Linked DNA regions of Mus musculus: region 2 is linked to region 1. A link is a contact called in public HiChIP or PLAC-seq data. All regions are on one chromosome and are shown on one strand. Each heading gives the region's core, a stretch centred on a gene start, on an enhancer-like site or on the middle of the called end of the contact. The rest is flanking DNA. Distances are from core to core; before and after follow the strand shown. Region 1 has its middle 88 kb from the start of Gm40303. Region 2 has its middle 5.5 kb from the start of Gm40304.

Region 1 (6,520 bases), core at 2,047-4,546:
GATGTCCACACTCAACTTGGTAGGTTTTGGAAAGGCTTCCGAACACAAGCTGCTACTGCTGTGACCCCAGGCAAGGGCAGGTGACAGAGCAGGGGCAGGGGTGGGGGTGGGGGAGAGGCGGGGACACATGAGGCAGGGCTGGTGGTGGTGAGACAGGAGGTCACCTGTGACAGAGGAATGGATGGGGTTTCCCCTGAAGGTGCAGAGAGGGACGTGAGGCTGTAGGCTAGAGCCTTGTGTGGTGCAGCAGGAAGACACCCCGTCTTCAAGCCCTGCCATTTTAAAGGAACAAGGCTGCTGACATTTTGGGAAATGAGCAAACAGGACTAAGAGCTGGGGCCCACCAGAGCAGCAAGAGACAAAGGAAAGCTGAGAGTTAGCTCTTAGCTACAAGTGGAGGAAGAGGAATCCAGTTTCGAAAGCACGACAGGTTTTTCTCTTCCGGTCCTCATCTTCCAGTCCTCATCTTCCAGTCCTCATCTTCCAGTCCTCATCTTCCAGTCCTCATCTTCCAGTCCTCATCTTCCAGTCCTCATCTTCCAGTACTCATCTTCCAGTCCTCATCAGATTCCAGAAGTGAGAAAAATACAGATTCCTAAGCCAGTTGCAACCCGGCTCTACCCTTTTCTTTTTCTTTGAGATTTCCAGGTACACAGACATGGCAAACTTTGTGACTTCCTTGGTGACTGTCCCTTCCTGCCCCTGACCTCTGTGTCCTCTCCCAATGGCTTTGCCCTCCTGCAGTTTGCAAAGAACACAGGTGAAAAGAGGAGGAAGAATTGGAAAAAAATCCCATCTCCCATCCCCTGGGGGTTGTGGGGGGTGCTCTCTGATTAACCCGAATTTCAGATTTCTCTATTGTGTGTGCGTGTGTTGTGATTAGGTGGGTATGGAGGTCGGAGGACAGCTTGCAAGAGTCAGTTCTCTCCCTCCAATTTCTGTGGGTCCTGAGGATCAAACTCAGATTTTCAGGCTTGCTATGGGCTATCAGGGATGAGTCAACTTGCCAGCCCCCACATGATCCTCCTTAGAAATGCAGGCAGGGGTGAACATTGTCCAAGGCTCTCCCTTGGAATTCTCCCTGCAACCAATTTGAGAGCCTGTGCACAGGGGATGGGTTGGCCTCTCCCTTGCCCCCACCCCCACCCCGTGGCTCTCCAGTCATTCTTCCCTAAAGGCAGATGGGTATCTAGAAGTCTTTCACAAACGGCTCCAGGGGAACCCAGGAAGCTGTCAGCACAGACCTGGAGCCGAAGGGGTCAGCCTGGAAGTAATCCACTGGCGTGTGGCTTCTCCCCGAAAATAGATCCTAGGCCCACCACAGGCTTGCTGTTGTAAGACAAGGCAACCTTTGAACCAATTTAAGAGGTAGATTTTTCAGCCGGCAAAGCCAGTGCACATACACAGAAGAGTTTTAGAGCCCAGTGGAGGCTGAGTCACCAAGAGAGGACGGCTGGCTCATGAGACATCTCCCCGACTTGAAGGCTTCCAGGCCAAGAAGAGATTTGTAACCCGTGCAACACAGAAATAGCAGCCATGCCCCCACTAGCTCTCCCATCTCAGGAAGGCCTTTCTCATCTCACACCAGTGAGACCTGTCCTCACCACTCATCCTCTCCCTCTGCGGCCTACACATTCTCCGACCCAGTCTTTCCACTTCAGAATGATGGAGTGTCTCCTTCTAAGGGACTTTGGCCTCTCACAGGGAGGAAGAAACGTGCCCAGTAGGCCCTAAGGAAATGCTCACGGGGTGGACCAACAGACTCCTCGTTCTTCCTTCAACTAAGCACATGTTCAAGATCCCCTCACAGGACTGCTTCATGCTCATCTAGAGCTCAGTGCTCTATTCCATCTTCCTCTGTAGCCAAATTACCCTACCCAACACACACACACACACACACACACACACACACACACACCTCACACACACCTCACACAAACACCATACACATACACACACATACACACACCATACAAACACCACAGGCACACACACACACACACCTTACACTAAAATTAATAATAATAATAATAAAGTATTGTTTATGCCCAGAAAGAATTAACAAATCAACTCATAATAAAGTAAGACAATTATAATAATATAACCTAATAAACATTTTGTGAGTGTGGGCTCTCTCTCAAAATGTCTACCGTCTCTCTACTTAGAAGAAGCCCTGCGTGGCTTCTCCTTGGCACAGCCCAACCCACTACAATCCGCTCTTGTTCTCTGAGGATGAGGTCAAGGAAAGTGAGAGTTGCGAGGACCTTGGCACTATGACAATGCGCCTATCAATCTGAAAATGGAGTCAGCTGTCTATACGAAATGTTCCTCCCACTCCAAAGGGAAGAAGATAATTGATTCTTATATGATTCAAATACGAGTGACCATGGACTGGGAACACAGGTTCCCCTTGTCCCAGAATAATGCATCCCAAGGTGGAGACAGTTTGGAGAACTTTATAGCTAAGGACAGGATTAGGGACTCAGGCACTGTCTGGTAGCATTCTTGGTTTGGAGGTGGGTGAAGGTTAAGCTCTGGTTCCTGTATTCCAGCAGGATTTACCTGATCACAGGAAGGATGTTACTAAAGATAGGAATGATAAGAGGCTATTAAGCAGACCAAAGATAACCAAAGAGGAGCCTGGATCGACAGCATTCCAACTCTTCGTAATCGTTACATTTTAATCAGTTCATCAGCCCAGTGGACTCTTTAACATAGGTGTGGCTCTTTTCTTCTTCTTCTTCTTCTTCTTCTTCTTCTTCTTCTTCTTCTTCTTCTTCTTCTTCTTCTTCTTCTTCTTCTTCTTCTCCTTCTCCTCCTCCTCCTCCTCCTCTTCCTCCTCCTCCTCCTCCTCCTCCTCCTCCTCCTCCTTCTCCTCCTCCTTCTCCTCGGAACTCAGTTCACGCCCATCCTGAAATCAAATAACCCACTGCATGGTGGCTTCCAGAGGAGAAGGACCCTTTGTTGGGGGGGGGGGGCGGGGGAGGTTCTCAAACAACCAAGGTTTAACCACCTGCTCAGCATTTAACTGCTCAGAAGAGGCCAGATTAACCAAGCAAAAGACTCCCATGGATCCTTTGTGCCTCTATCAACCCAGCCAACTTCCCTGGAGCTTTGGGGACCATAGGGACAGTAATAAACTGAATTCCTGCAGTCCTCCGGAGGGATACACTCTGGCCGGTGAGAAAGGATGCTAGCAGGTCGAGTGAGAGGTGCTGAGGCCACAGACAGGACTTCCCCAGCTCCACCCTCCTCTTCTGGGACCCTCCCTCCTAGAGAAGTCATGGTCCTGTTTGCATGTGGCGTTGCTGCCCCCTCCTGGGAGATGCTGGCAGCTGCTCCTCATTCCCGAGCCGCCCAGCCTGTTCCAAAGCCTCTGTCTGCACTCACCATGGGGGTAAACTTTTTCATTGAGATCATTCCCATTAAAATCACCCAGGTCAGCCAGGCTGGTGGCTGTGGAGCAGGCCTGTAAGCCCAGCCTAGACAGGAGGATTTGGAGGTCGAGGATGGTCTTAACAACTTAGTGAGACTCTATCTCCTGAGAGTAAAAGCAAAGAGCAGAGACAGGATATTGCACTTGCTGACTTGATCAATATTAGTGGGGTGCCGGAGATGGGGGGGGGGAGGAGTGGAATCTATTAAACTTGTCTTCCTTCTTTTGGTTCATATTCCTTGGGTCTTCATTTAATCTGTCTTTTTGTCCCCAACCGGCAGCTCCCATCAAGAGTGGAGTTTGGCACACAGGGTGCCTCTGTGGCCTCAGGAAGGCAGGGACTGATGCTCCAGAGCCTATCAGCTCTGGCCACTTGGTGCCGTGGCACCCCTTGCCTGAGAGCAAAAAGTTCCTTGAACCTTGAACATTATGGGGGGAAGGGGGGGGGGGAGCGGTGCACACTTGCAGATCATCTGGGCCCTAAGGTACACCTGCTTCCAGACAGTGCTCTTGCCTAGCATGAATAAGCTTTGGCTTATAAAGTAGGCTGAGATAGCTGGGGCTAGCTCAGTTGGTAAACTCCACCTAGCCCTGGGCTCATCTCCAGCATGGCCTAAGACCCAGTGTACCAACATATGCTTGTAATCGCTCAGGAGCTAGAGGTGGGAGGGTCAGAAGTTCAAGGTCATCTTCTGCTGCACAGTGAGTTTGAGGCCACCTGAGGTACCGGAAATCCTGACTCTAAAATTAATAATAATAAAGTATTGTTATGCCCAGAAAGAATTAACAAATCAACTCATAATAAGTAAGACAATTATAATAATATAACCTAATAAACATTTTGTGAGTGTGGGCTCTCTCTCAAAATGTCTACCGTCTCTCTACTTAGAAGAAGCCCTGCGTGGCTTCTCCTTGGCACAGCCCAACCCACTACAATCCGCTCTTGTTCTCTGAGGATGAGGTCAAGGAAAGTGAGAGTTGCGGGGACCTTGGCACTATGACAATGCGCCTATCAATCTGAAAATGGAGTCAGCTAACAGGAGGGGCAGACCCTGCCTCCAGGCCAATTCATGCCCGAGAGGTGGTTCAGATGCTGTGAGATTCTAAATGTACTACCCAGAACTACTCGAACGGCAAGCAACTTAAAACTTATAATGGAAGCCGGGCGTGGTGGCGCATGCCTTTAATTCTAGCACTCGGGAGGCAGAGGCAGGTGGATTTCTGAGTTCAAGGCCAGCCTGGTCTACAAAGTGAATTCCAGGACAGCCAGGGCTATACAGAAAAACCAAAAGCCAAAAATCAAAAAACAAAAAACAAAAAAACAAAACAAACAAACAAAAAAAAACCCAACCAAACCCCCCCAAAAAAACAACAAAAAAAAAAAAACGAACAAACAAAAAACAAAGAAACAAAAAAATTTATAATGGTTTATTTCTGAAAATATCCCTTCACGCTTTTGGACCACTATTGGCTGTGTCCAGCTTGCTACGCTGTTGTGAGCCATTTCCACCACTCAGCCCATTTTGGGCTTCTCTAGCAGACATCAGACTATTGCTTAAACTCTGGTCCTTAGAACCCATGTAAGTAGAAGTATAATGGCACTTAAACTCTCTCTCTCTCTCTCACACACACACACACACACACACACACACACACACACACACACACACACACACGGGGGGGGGGGGGGGGGGAGGGGGGGGAGGGAGACGGAGATGGAGACACAGAGATAGAGAACAAAGTAACCAATCAGTCCTAGAGAAACAGAAAAGTAAAAAAGAAGTCAAGTTTGCTCAACCTGTGTAGACACCAAAGCCAAGTGGGGCCCCAGGTCCTGCTGCCAGGCCTGCCCTGCTCTACTGCTCCCTGTCAGGATCTGGCCTCTCTTTACTATGCTTAGCCCTTGCTCTTTAAGTAGTTTTCCAGCCTACAGACTACTCCTTTTCTTCAGTTGTCGGAGAAGCGACCTCCACTGGTGTTTCCTTTTAAGACCTTCTCCTTTGATTGTTTGGGGTATCTGTTTGTGTGATTTGTGTGAGGGCGGTTGTTTTGGCTTGGCATGGGGATGCTTTGTTCTTTTAGAGACAGATCTCAGGTATTCTGGGCTGGTCTCCAACTTGCTAAGTGGCTGAGTGACCTTGCGGTCTGATGATCCTGTCTCCACCTCCTCCTGTGCAGGGATTACAACTGCTGTGTCACCATACCCTCCTTACTTCTTACTCTCCCTGTCAGCAGGTACTTTACCCAAGCAGTCTATATCCCCAGCCTGCTCTTATTCTTAAAATTCGACTGACAGTCTCCTCGAGGATCAGCACTGCTCTCTGATGTTCTAAAGATAAAACCAATGGGCCCTTTAGTTCACCTTCTGGCCAGGTGATCTCTCAGTCAGGACCAGAGGCAGCTGCACTGTCACACAAACCCTAATTAATGGTGGCTTAAAGTGAAACAGTTAAATTCTCTTCTCAGAGTTTAGAGTTAGCCTTGACAGACTAGGGTCTGGGTCTTTCCTTCTGTTGTGTGGCATTTTCTTTTGAATGGAAACTTTCCATCTTGGGGTGTGTGGGGACGGTGCTCTGAGGACTCCAAAAGTTCTAATGGGAGGCCCACTAAGATTCAGGAGGTGGCACATGCCTTTAATCCCTGCACTTAGGAAGCAGAGGCAGGTGGATTTCTGAGTTCAAGGCCAGCCTGGTCTACAGAGTGAGTTCCAGGACAGCCAGGGCTACACAGAGAAACCCTGTCTGGAAAAACCAAAACCAAAACCAAACCAAAAACAAAAAAGGGAGTTAAATGACTTAGAAGTCTCTGGAAATCTCTGAAACTTACCAGATTCATAAGACCCCTCAGGCCCCAAGGCTGTAGATACAATAAGGGCTGAGGAGGAGACTAGTCGCTCCCACCTGCTCATCTGCCAGCTAGTCATACAGAGAGCTTCAGGGTTCCAGCTTTGGTAGTCGTCGTCCATGTTAGAGTGAGGTTTTGATAGAGCAGTGGCCTCTGAGTTGGTCATGATCCTGTAAGTATCCCCTCACCCATACCCAGTAAACAACCCCGATAATCTCGTTGGCTCACAAAGTTGGACTT
Region 2 (6,520 bases), core at 1,296-3,795, 190 kb before region 1:
GAGTCAGTTGTCTAAAGTAGAGTATGAAATGGTTGGAGATTTTAATAGCCATCCCAGGCTTTGTGTAGGCCTCGGAGCGGCAGCATTCAATATGGTCCTCTTCCCATGCAATGCTTAGACTATCCTATGGCAAGTATGCCTTTCCCTACTGAAGCTCTGGGTCCCTCCTAAGAGTAAGCATCAGTTACATTAATGTAGCTTAAGACAGAGTCATTGTCCTGAAGGAAACTTCCCTGAGGTCTAGTTGAGGAGGGAGCAAGACAGGCCGTGACTTTCTAGCAGGAAGCCACATGCCATCTGTCCCCCGCCATGACTGAGGTATGGGATCTTCACACCAGCTGCCTGGGCCAGGGTGCTCCCAGGAAAGGGTCTTCCAAAGTGCCCTACTTCCAACCTTCATCCACAAGGCCACAGTTAATTTTCCAAGGACTGATGAACTTCTAGAAGCTGAATATCATGGGGGTGGGTGGTGGGTGGGAAGCAAAACCTGATGCAGAGCTGAAATGGTCATGTTTAAAATGTCTAAGGACTGTCATCAAGCAAATATGGGAAATCGGCCACAGGCACAATTCCCAAACGTAGGGATTTGCTTTACTTATTTGCATAGGAAGAGTTTTATTTAATGGATGAAACAGAAGACTTAAATCCACTTACCTCCATGGCCCCACCCGTTCCTTACATTCATGGTCACATTCTTTGCATGGCCCTAATCCCTTCATGGTCCCATCCTCTGCCTGGTCCCACCCCCCTACCTGGCTGCTGGCTCCTTTTTTTCAGCTCAAATAGACTGGATAAGACACTCTGGTGTTTCGGTTTCTTAACTCCCAAGAAAGAAAATTATAAGAAAGACTTGTAAGCCAGACATGGTGGAAGATACACACCTATAATGTCAGCACTATAGAGATGTAGAGGCAGGAGGATCAGGAGTTCAAGGTCACCCTTGGCTACTTGGTGAATTGAGGCTAGTCTATAATGAAAGAAAGCCTGTCTTCAAAAACAAACAACTCAATAGTAGCAAACAAGAGGCTTCTAGCTGTTTGATAAGACGTTGAGACTCATGTGTGAGTTCCTGTGGAGTAGTCACCTCTGCAGCCTGGACAGAGAAGAAAAGCACAGGGCGCATGCTTTATTTCCCTGTACTCATTGCTGGCTAATTAGAAAACAGATTTGTTAAAGTTTTGGCCCAAAGAAAAAGCCCAAGGCTCAAAAAAGAGACCGAAGAGAGTGACATCATTTCCTCTGACTCTTCCCTGAGGGCGTCCTGGTGTTGGGGAGAATGACTCAGGGCCCAGAAATGAAGCAAAACAGAACAATTTCCAATACTGATGATTTTGGTCCCTAACCTTCCCCAGGAAAGGATGGTATTCATGGGGGTGGGGGGTGGGGGATAAAGGAGCAAGGGAGCAAGACCTGTTTGCTCACTGAACAGACAATAAGAGAAGAAAGAAGTTCAAGCCGGATCCTAACGTGTTTTTCTGTCCCTATCCCTCTCTGTATGTGTGCTAGCACATTCAGATCCCCCAAAGTTCTTGGAATATGATGTGGTGGTTTAGAAGCTTATCATTTCTGAGGTTTGTTTTTATTATTATGGGGTTGGAAGACATTTTCACTTTGACTTTTGCAAGCAGCTATTACTCCTCTCTTGAAATCATAGGTCCCCCATAATGCCGTGCGTGCTTCAGGAAGTTCATTCCTCTACCTCCAAGAATAGGACGCACTCAAAGTTTTTTGTTCTTGCTCAGTGAATGAAAAGAAGAACTAAAAGGAAGGCATGACTGTTCCTAGGGGGTGGAGGTCTTTATTATAGCTTTAAGGGGGAGTGTAAGCAGAGGTGTGGGGAAGAGTCCAGAGTGAACTGGGCCATGGAGGAGTTCAGGGCTGGGGGAGGACGGAGGAGAGAGAAAGAGGAGAAGGAGGGATGAGAGATGAGACTCAGATCCAGAGGCAAAGAGGCCAAGAAACCAGCATAGCCAAAATGGCTGACTTACATAGAAATCAAGGAGGCTGGGTAAGGGAAAACCTGTCTAGTCCCTGGGGCGGAGAGTTTAGGGTAGGGGTCAGGGTACACCAGCTGGCTTATCTCTGCAATAGGTCTGGTGATACTGAAGGAGACTGGCAGATTGGATCTGTTTCCATATGTTATTATGCACCTCAGTTAGCTATTTAAGACCCAACAGCTAGGTAATGTTAGAGTACTGATACTTCTATACAATGTATGTTAAATTCTTTGCATTAAAGGCATTTGAAAGAACATAGGGATTATTCTGACAGACCCCACAAGGCAGATCCTAGGAGTTTGTTAGTCAGGCTACTGAGACAGACAGACAGACGGACAGACAGACTCACTAGGTTGATCTAAAGCTCCATTGAATCCTACTGAAGCCTGGGAAGAAAGCATACCCCATTTTCAGCTCTCCCTGGAGCTTCTGAAAGTAGAGATAATTGCTATCTATGTTATCAGAAAGCATCAAGCTTAAGGCCACAGGACTTCTGCAAGAGCTGACTGAGAGACTCAGATTACAGAAGGAATCTGAGGAATCTAAGAAATGCCCTTGAAATTCCTTGGTAGAATCTGACCTGAGAATCACAATCCATCAGTTTCCTCAGCAGATGCCTCCGGGGATACCTGACCTTGAACTCAGTGCCCTCTGCTCACTCTCCTGAATGTCATGCATCTATGCATGCATCTCTTGATGGCCTCAGGACAGGCTACCCCAAAGCCAGGAACACTGGCATTTGAGAAAGCTGCATTTGAGAAGTAGGAAGACCACTCTGCCTTCTGTCCCCACTCTCAAGCACAGCACAACTGTATCATTGATGAACTAAACACCGATGCATTGAACCTTACTGAGACCAGACTGTGACTAAAACCACAGATGTCCGCAGAGTTTAGGCGGGACATTAAGGATACAGTGTTACAAATAAATAGAAAATGCAGCCATCCCTGATTCTGCCAGGCAGAAATTGCTTCCCTGCAACATCTGCTTGTTTCTTGGCTCAGGTAGAAAGCTGGACTACATTTCTCAGCCTGTGTTGCAGTGGGGTAATGGTCTGGGAAGAGCCTGGGCCCTGTGTCTGTGGAGGAAGGTTTAGCAGAGAAGTGAAGCCCTAGCAAGGCTATTAGATGAGCAACTATGGTCTGGATGTCACATGTTTGTCGCGTCAGCTTTGCTTGTCATCAACATATATGTTATATAAATAATACACACACACACATATACATGTCACAAAAGTGAAGCACAGATTTTTTTTTTTAAAAAAAGCACAAAATCGGGGAACCTGACATAATCTGAGGAAACAAAGTCAGAACAATTTCTCTTGGGAATTCTGAAGATAAATAGCACTTCACTGGAATCAAAAAAAAGTAGACAGGGCAGGGCTGGAGAGATGGCTCAGTGGGTAAAACCACTGATTGTGCTTCCAGAAGTCCTGAGTTCAATTCCCAGCAATCACCTGGTGACTCTAAACCATCTCTAATGGGATCTGATGCCCTCTTTTGGTGTGTCCGAAGACAGCTACAGTATACTTCTATTAAAATAAAATAATACATAAAATAAATAAATAATTCTAAAAAAAAAAATACTAGACAGGTCAAGAACAAGAAATTCCTAACAAGGAGAAGCTGGGAAAAGAGAACTTGATGTGTGTTTGAAGGAGAAATTAAAGATGCCCTATAGGATTTTGGGAAACACGTTTTGAGGAGAAGGCAGTGAGAGCATTTGAACAAGTGAAGTTTATGATGCCCAGGTCTGTGCAGATGTTGAAATGCTAAGTAGTCGAGAGGATTTTGTGGCAGGAAGAGCCTGGCAGGTCAGCTGCCCTTGAATAATCATTATGACACAAGGGAGGGAGGGAGGGAGAGAGGGAGGGAGAGAGAGAGAGAGAGAGAGAGAGAGAGAGAGAGAGAGAGAGAGAGAGAGAGAGAGAGAGAGAGAGAGGAAATAGTGACTTTTCAAGAAGTAAATGCAGGCGGGGCGTGGTGGTGCACGCCTTTAATCCCAGCACTCGGGAGGCAGAGGCAGGCGGATATCTGAGTTCGAGGCCAGCCTGGTCTACAAAGTGAGTTCCAGGACAGCCAGGGCTACACAGAGAAACCCTATCTCAACAAACTCAACAAACCAAAAAAAAAAAAAAAAAAAAAAAAAGAAGAAGAAGAAGAAGAAATGAGTGCAGAATGGACTCCCACTGAATGCCAATTCAAGAGAAGGATCTAGAAAGAAATTTTCAATGAAAACTCAGAAGGAGCCAAGAGAACTGGCTGAGAAGGAAGGTCTAAAGGCCAAGGGAAAGAAGCTGCACACACCTCAACACGCCGTGTTAATCTAGGTAAAAGAAGAGCGAATGTGTCTGTGACGGTTTTGAAAAAGAGGAAGGATTATGGGGTGGAAAAAGCTGAGGGTGGTCACAGACATTGCTAGATTGGTCGCATGCAAGTTCAGGTTGAGAAGTTCTTACACGATGACACGTTTACAAATTCTGGCTAAAACGGTCCACTCTGTACTTTCCCCTTTTCTTTTTTAAACAGTGCTGGGGCTGGAGCTTGGAGCCTCCTCTGTACCAGACACGCCCCCCGGCCCCGGCCCCCACCCCCAGCCCGGGGCAGTGCTTCCAGCTTTGCCTGTGGATTTGCACCCAGTGCCTGGTGCCTCACGTGTCTTCAGGTGCTGTTTGGGTCTGTGCTGCCATCAGGGTAAGGCAGAAAGTGGAAGGAGCTGGAGAACAGAGTCAAATATTCCATTGTAGCTAGTGACACAAATATCATTTGCACTCCAAGTTCCCTTCGCTGCGGTTTCCTCCATCCCCTTTGATTCTGCAAAGTTGTTGAAAACTGATTGCGTTTGGAATCATTTCAATAACCAAAAAAGGATCCGGCCACTTCCCTCACTTCTTCCTCTTTACCCGCTATTCATTTTTCTCAGTTCTCTTACCTTTGGCCATGGGTTGAGCTTCCCCATTCTCCACTTCCCAAAGTCCAAATTAGTACTTCTGGTTGGCATAGCATATTGACTTAAGGGGATTATAAAAATGCTTCTCTGGCCATTTCTTCTGCCTTTCATTCCCTCTGCCTTAAAACACAAAACTAAACCATACAAAAAGAACAACTAAAACCCCTGTTTGATTCTCTGTTTATCTCAGCACATTTCCTACCAAGGAATCTATTTCTCCTGTCTTATTCCTTCGTGGTTTATTTTCTCATTGCCAATTTCTGTGTACTTCTGCCTTTAAAACAGTCTCCCTTTTTACTGTTTTCCCCAGGGTACAATGCCACCTAACATTTTCTTCACTTTCCAAGTACTGTGTGTTTAGGGTGAGTGTGACAATGTCTCCCCCCATAGAACTCCTCCCTTGCTTCCTCTTACCATTCTGTCTAAGATACCACCTTGAATCATTAAAGGAAGAAGACATGTGCATCAAAAAACAGATAAAATATGATGTTTTCCTAAAAAAAAAAAAAAGTCATAGTGAGCAGGTGTGTATACGTTGACACAGACAATGCTGGGCATGGTGGCGCACGTCTTTAATCCCAGCACTCGGGAGGCAGAGGCAGGCGGATTTCTGAGTTCGAGGACAGCCTGGTCTACAAAGTGAGTTCCAGGACAGTCAGGGCTACACAGAGAGACCCTGTCTCGAAAAACCAAAAACCAACCAACCAACCAAACATTGACACAGACAAGAGTGGTGGTGGGTTTTCCCAAAGGAGGGGTAGAGAAACCAGGGAGGCTCCCTGGAGAAGGTGAAGAGACAAGAAAGAAGTCCCATGGAAACGCAAAGGTATGAGAAGGTAGTAGTATTTTAAGGAGAAACACTTTTCAAAGCTAAAGGAGGTGGGGCTATTTCTATTGATTTGCAAACCACCACCATTTTCAACAAGCAACGCCAGACAACCGCACTGACTGGACAATTTATCCGAGCTGCTGTGTGACTGGTAGTGGTTTGTTTCTGTACTCTTGGGGCAACTAAACATTTCTTTATTAATTTATGTATTTATTCATTTTGCATCCAGATCCACTCTACAAATCCCTCTCCCCACTTCCCCCTCCCCTTCTTCTTAGAGAAGGGTAAGTCCCCCTTGGTTACCATCCCCACCCCAGGACATCCAGTCACAGCAAGACTAAGCACTAAGGACTAAGGAAACTAATTGTCTCCCACTGAGACCTGACCAGGTAGTCCAGTCCAGGGGAAAGGGAGCCATTGGCAGGCGAGAGAGAGAGAGAGAGAGAGAGAGAGAGAGAGAGAGAGAGAGAGAGAGAGAGAGGCTCCTCTCTACTGTTAGGGGACCAGACAGCTAACACAGTAAGCCTTGATCCAGTAAGAGGATGGAGGAGATAATTGCCGAACAATCTGCATGGATAACATCTATAAAGATAGAAGAGCTAGACGTACCTTTATTTTAAAGTTTTACCCTCAAGCTTAATTTCTCAATAAGACCAGGTCAGTCTATTAAAACCGAGCAGAGTGGTATTTATGCAGATAAACTCCACAAAGCACCTACACACTCAAGGTTCACTTTTGAACATAA

The links. HiChIP or PLAC-seq counts read pairs in DNA pulled down with a chosen protein or histone mark.
Region 2: a contact with region 1 is called in an H3K27ac HiChIP or PLAC-seq map of embryonic stem cells, with 44 read pairs. The contact joins two enhancer-like sites. A contact is called at or near these places in 17 of 39 promoter capture datasets (the 3T3-L1 cell line, 3T3-L1-derived adipocytes, the C10 cell line and 12 more), 1 of 15 datasets of contacts at CTCF or cohesin (embryonic stem cells), 22 of 484 Hi-C or Micro-C datasets (the BV-2 cell line, Th1 cells, Th2 cells and 8 more), 20 of 115 datasets of contacts at active chromatin or transcription factors (CD8 T cells, the HPC-7 cell line, Th2 cells and 6 more) and 5 of 9 other capture datasets (adipose tissue, embryonic stem cells, liver and 2 more).

Annotation. Positions count from the first base shown.
Region 1 is chr5:53,352,032-53,358,551 of GRCm38.p6, reverse strand. No RefSeq gene overlaps it. Among named protein-coding and RNA genes, the nearest start is that of Gm40303, 88 kb to the right of the region's middle. Within about 2 kb of position 3,296, at least 46 of the 459 cell types and tissues checked have an H3K27ac peak or open chromatin away from gene starts, as enhancers often do. A contact at or near this core is called in CD8 T cells, Th2 cells, adipose tissue and 5 more, where this site is marked.
Region 2 is chr5:53,538,341-53,544,860 of GRCm38.p6, reverse strand. No RefSeq gene overlaps it. Among named protein-coding and RNA genes, the nearest start is that of Gm40304, 5.5 kb to the left of the region's middle. Within about 2 kb of position 2,545, at least 85 of the 459 cell types and tissues checked have an H3K27ac peak or open chromatin away from gene starts, as enhancers often do. A contact at or near this core is called in CD8 T cells, Th2 cells, adipose tissue and 5 more, where this site is marked.